Linked DNA regions of Rattus norvegicus: region 2 is linked to region 1. A link is a contact called in public Hi-C data. All regions are on one chromosome and are shown on one strand. Each heading gives the region's core, a stretch centred on a gene start, on an enhancer-like site or on the middle of the called end of the contact. The rest is flanking DNA. Distances are from core to core; before and after follow the strand shown. Region 1 holds the start of Larp1b (La ribonucleoprotein 1B). Region 2 has its middle 27 kb from the start of Larp1bl.

What was found. A called contact is a pair of places that touch in the nucleus more often than the background predicts.
Region 2: a contact with region 1 is called in a Hi-C map of liver, with 5 times the contacts expected there. The contact joins the enhancer-like site here to the promoter of Larp1b in region 1. A contact is called at or near these places in 4 of 12 Hi-C or Micro-C datasets (Schwann cells, hepatocytes and liver).

What each region holds. Positions count from the first base shown.
Region 1 is chr2:125,862,685-125,865,340 of GRCr8, forward strand. Larp1b (La ribonucleoprotein 1B) reads left to right here and starts at 1,313. Exons shown (of 10, transcript NM_001415051.1): 1 at 1,313-2,149. The coding sequence starts at 1,621.
Region 2 is chr2:125,961,482-125,964,137 of GRCr8, forward strand. No RefSeq gene overlaps it. Among named protein-coding and RNA genes, the nearest start is that of Larp1bl, 27 kb to the left of the region's middle. Within about 2 kb of position 1,345, at least 2 of the 93 cell types and tissues checked have an H3K27ac peak or open chromatin away from gene starts, as enhancers often do. A contact at or near this core is called in liver, where this site is marked.

The DNA.
Region 1 (2,656 bases), core at 63-2,562:
GTACTCACATTCCTGTAATTAAAAATAGAATAATTCATGCTGGGTGAGGCAGTGCACTTCTTTAATCACAGCATTTGGGAGGCAGAGGCAGGCAGATCTAAAAAAAGACATCTAGACGGAGAGACTGAATGTACAAAGCCTACTGGGTGTGGTCCTTAAGCTTTAATACCAGCCCTAGGAACTCTAAAAGAATTCTTTAAAAAAAGTTCAAGACTGCCTGGTGCCTAGTACTCACGCCTGTAGTCATCCCAACATTTAAAAGGCTGAGGCAGGTGCATTCCTTTGAGTTCAGAACCAGACTGGTCTAAGTCGATGGCTTCCAGGGCAGCCTGGACTATAGTAGTACGCTGTCTCAAAAGCAAGGGGAAAAGAAAGCTCACGGCCAACCTCGAGATCGAGGTCAACTTGTGCTACCGAACATCTAGTTTGAAAACATCAAAAGTCATTGAAAAAGTGAAAAATGAAAAAGGTGGCGAAATGTTAAGTGTTTGCTTTACTCAAGAGAACTCAAGCATTTCGTTGTCTGTGGGTTAGAATCAGGACGGACAAGTAAGTGCACTTGTCACTTAATGTCACTTAATGTCGCGGCTGAGTCTTCACCTGAACTTGGCTGCGGATCAGGAGTGCCTACGGAGTCCACAGCGTTAGCGGAAAACTTTTCCCGGGTCCTAAGGACCCACCCTCCTGAAGAACCTGAAGCGCAATATGGGCTTTCTAATCCTCCCGGTTCCGGAGGAGAGTCCTCCTTGTCCCTGGGTCACAGATGTCGGGTGCTCCCCAAGAGTGCAGGTTCAACCTCGCTGGCCGCTAGGGCGGGGCCCTCATCAAACCACGCCCGCCGCACTCGCGAAGACTCCTCAGGCCGCGGTCGCCCGCAGCGTTTAGGGATGCCAGTGAGTAGGCATGTCACTCTCCAGGGTGCCCGCCCCCTACCCTGCCTCGTCCTCTACCCGCCCCGCCCCTCACCCTGACTGGCCCTCGCCCTGGTCCTTGGGCACCTCGCCTACCGAACGCTGATTCTCTTGGCTGTCTTGCCTTTATCACGCCCCGCCCATTGGCCCGCCTCGCCCTCTGCGCGCCCCGCCTCTTGGACGCCTCCGCCTCCGCACGCCCAGCCCATCGGCCCGCCTCGGCCTATAAACGCCCCGCCTATTTGACCACCCCGCCCATTGGCCCTCCTCGCCCTCCGCACGCCCCGCCCAGTTGCCTTCCTCGCCCTCTGCACGCCCCGCCCCCGACTGCCTCGCCCTCTGCACGCCCCGCCCTCTGGGGCAGTTACCGGCTAAGGCCGCGCGCGCCTCCGCGGCTCGCCAGAGATCCTTCAGACTGGCTGGAGCGCCGCGTCGTCGCCCGCGCCCGCTGAGGGCTCGCGGCTCGGGCGCGCCCGGCGCGTGTGGCGAGCTCCAGCCGTGCGCTGCGACGAGGCCGGGCGGCGGGCGGTTAGCGCTCCGCTCGGCGGGCGGGGAGGACGGGCACGCCGGGCGCTGCACGCCTCGGCGGGCAGGTTCCGCGTCCCAGGACCGAAGCGGGTCGGTGCCCCCGTGTGGAGAGAGGGGCGGCCGGGCTCCCTGGACCCGGACGGCCCCAGGCTGGGCAGGAGGCTGGGGCCAGGGGCCGGCCATGTCCGCTCGCGCCCCGGTGCCCGCCGCTGCCCCCCGGGAGGACCCGCCCGCCGTGGCCGGAGACCGGGACGCGCTGTTGGCAGCGGCGAGCCGGCGGGCGGAGCAGCCGGCGCCCGGCGAGCGGGAGGGCAAAGAGGCGAGGGAGGAGCGGGCCGCGGCCGCCACCAGCGCGGGGGCGCGGGGAGAGCCGTCGCCGGCGCTCGTGCTGGGACACAGCGTGCCGCAAGCGGCCGTGCCCGTGAGGCCGCTGGCGCTGCACCTGGCGCACAAGGCGCGTGCGCCCGGGGGTCCCTTCGGCGGGGAGGCCCCGCCGCCGCCGCCGCCACCACCACCGCCGCCGCCACCGCCGCCGCCGCCAGCACCTCGGGACCCACCGGAGGACGTCCGTGAGGACCCAGCGGCAGCCGGCCTCGAGGACAAGCCGCCGCCGCTGCCAAAGGGGAACCCGTGGACCAAGAAGCTGCCTCAGCACCTGTCCCCGGTGGGCACCGGCGTGCCGCCGCCCGCTCAGGACTCCCCGGAGGCCGGTGAGTGCGATCCGCGGGAGGTGTTTGGTTCCTAGGTGTCATTCACTGTGCCGATTTACATAAATGGACATGTGGGAGAGGGAGCGACAGGAAGAGGTGGGACCTCAGGTTCTCCTTGACGGGTAGGGGCACGGCGTGGGTGACTGGGCAGCGCGGCCGTGTTGGGCTCGTGCCTTCACGTGTCGGCGTCCTGGACGCGGTGAATACTGTGGAAAAGTTTCCGCGAACTTGCCACAGAGTGGAAGCGAGTCGGGACGAGCCTGCGTGTGAGTAAGTGGAAGCGCGATCGGGCTCGCTCCTGAGGTAAAGTTGGTGAAACGAAAGTCTCAAAAAGCTGCCAGGTAGATGTGGCTCTGAAGGCAGCTGGTATTAGGTGTTTTTCGGTTGTGTTTCAGAATGCCTGAGATAGGACAGTTGACTGGGAGTCTGGATTGCACAGCTGGTCCCACGGTAGCCTGCCTGCGCGTTAGAAATTGGGCTGTGCCATTGCGCTCGAATGCTGACCAA
Region 2 (2,656 bases), core at 95-2,594, 99 kb after region 1:
TTTGGTGTGTGAGTTGAACTCTTACTCCATCTTGTGGTGTTATAGAATTATATCAAAGACTTGAATTACTAATATCCATACATTTCCCTGTTACTAGTAAATTAGACTGAGCTGTTTCATTATTGGAAGGGAAACACTAAATTTTCGTTTACATGTGTGGCCAACATAAACTATGTAGTTAAATCACTGGTAAAGAGGTCCTGCCTGGGATCCCAGTAGAGCATTCTCTTATAACAAACAAGTTACCACACAGCTGGGCAGATAGGCAGGCTAGGAACCCTGAAGCAGGAAAACAAGACTGGGTGCTCATTGGTTAGACTGTATTTTGTCTGATTAGTGGCTTCTGATGCAGACTTAGATAAGTCCTTGGGGACGTTATGGTTAGAAAAGAATAGAACCCCCATTTTCCTAGAAAATACAAACCCAAAATGACCATATTTATACCAAACTATTCAGAAGTAATGTTTTTCTGGCCTTAATAAGGTATAAAGAATTTGTTCCAAGCTTAATTAAGAACCATGTTGGGCTGCAGAAATGATGGGTTGTGTGTGTAGCTGCCCTTACAGATAACAGAGTTTGAGCCCCTCAGACCGCACATCAGCATTTCATGATTACCTAAATCTCCAGCTTTGGCTTCTGTGGTCACCTGCACACATGTGCACAGTAGTAAGAATAAAATACTTAAAAAATCATCTATATCCTTTTACTGTTTGCCATTCTTTAAAATATGTTACCAAGGATTGAGCCAAGCCTCTCTTTCTAAGCAAGTACTCTAAATCTCTCTACATCCCCAGCCCTGCTTCCAATAATATTTTTCTCTTGGCCAATGAAGGAAGAGTTTGGCTAATAGAATGCTTTCTAACAACACCTATTACTGCAGCGAATTCTAAGCCAGAATGCCATTGCTTTTGTATTTTTCCAGGTGATTCTGAGGCTATGAAGCAATCTGTTTTTCAAGGTGGGTGTTTTGTTTTGTCTGAGACAGGACCTCATTGTACAGTATATGCTGAACTTGAATCCAACCACTCTGTGCTTCAGCATAGCCACGGCCCGCCCCCGACCTACCAAGGCACCACACCCATGGTGTTTGAAAAGATATTTGATTTTTATTATAACGTAGCTATCTCAGTCCCGTAATGTTTAACGTCCAAATTGGTTTGCAATTACCTATCACTAAGTATAATCTAAGGCATGAGCTTTGAGGAGAATGATCCACATAAATTAGCAGACTCCTGTGGGTTTAAGGTAAGAAATTAGCAGCTGCGACTGTGAAACTGCTGTCTGTGGAGTTCAGGCTCCTTCAGTCACAAAGTCCTGCTTATCTCGGGGTGTTGCCAGAACCCGAGCAGAGAAATTGACACAGCGCCTGAGATGAGGAGCCCCATGTAAACAGCTGCCAAGACAGCTCTGACTGGCCAAGGCACGATCCCTCTAGGAAGTTACAAATGTCCCTTTAAGTGTTCTGTGTAATCAGTATACTTAAAGCTCCTGTCCTTTGTACTGTGCTTGCCTGCGGATAACTTAGGACTGTTTTTCCAGCCTTGTTTGTGGCAGGTTCACCTGCTTATCAGAAACAGGACTGAACAGCTGACTAGGGTGAGTTCCAGGAAGTGTAGGTACGGGGTTATGAATTGGAAACACTGCCACACTCCATGCCTGGCAGATGACCCTCCAGGAACTGGACATGAGACTGTCTTGCCGTGGTCCCTCCCATCCAGCAGGGGCACCACACATTCTAAGCTGAACTTTTCCTGCTTTACAGAACTCGTGTTTTTGTTCACGTTTAAGAATTTGCCCCAGGAGTTCTTCTATAGCTTTTATAACAACTTTAACAGTAGCTGGTTTCCTATCTTCTGTAAATCAGTTTTATTACCCGCCTTTTCCTCTACTTAGGCTGAAACTGATTTAACAGACACCCTAAGTCATGACCAGCCCCAGCCTGCTTCATTCCCATTGTATATTTTAGTAAGCTTTACTGGTGTTAATGTTCAAAATTATAGTATAGACTTTAAGAGGCCCAGGTGAAGTCATTCATATACTCTGTAGTTCGCTAGTAGTAAAAAATTCTTTTAAAAAAGACAATTTATTATACTTATCTGAGTACACTGTAGCTGTCAGCCACACCAGAAGAGGGCATTGGATCCCACTATTGGAGAGCCAGCATGTGGTTGCTGGGAATTGAACTCATGACCTCTGGAAGAGCAGTCAGTGCTCTCAACCACTGAGCCATCTCTCCAGCCCTATAAAAGTTGTCTTTCCCCTTTTGAGTTAGGGACTCATGCAGCCTAGATTGGCCTTGAACTTACTATTAGCAGAGAGGAGCCTGAACTTCTGATCCTCCTGACTCCACTTCCTGAGTGTTAGCCTGAGGGAAGCATGCATCACACACTTTTCTCGAGTCTTCTTAATGCTTAAAGATTCCATAAAATGCAAACTTGCTGTGCTATGTGGGCAGCACCTTCACTTTGAAATACCAGTGTCCTGGAAACAGTTTTAATGGCTGTTTCTGAAGCACTGTGTTCTCCCGTCTTGACTGGGTTTGAACTGTTAATGCCTAAATCATGCCGAGCTGATGTAGTACTGGCTCAAATGGTCACAGCAAAGGTGTTTTGAGGAAGAAGAATTAGCAGGGGAGTTATGGTTCCGTCAAAACTTG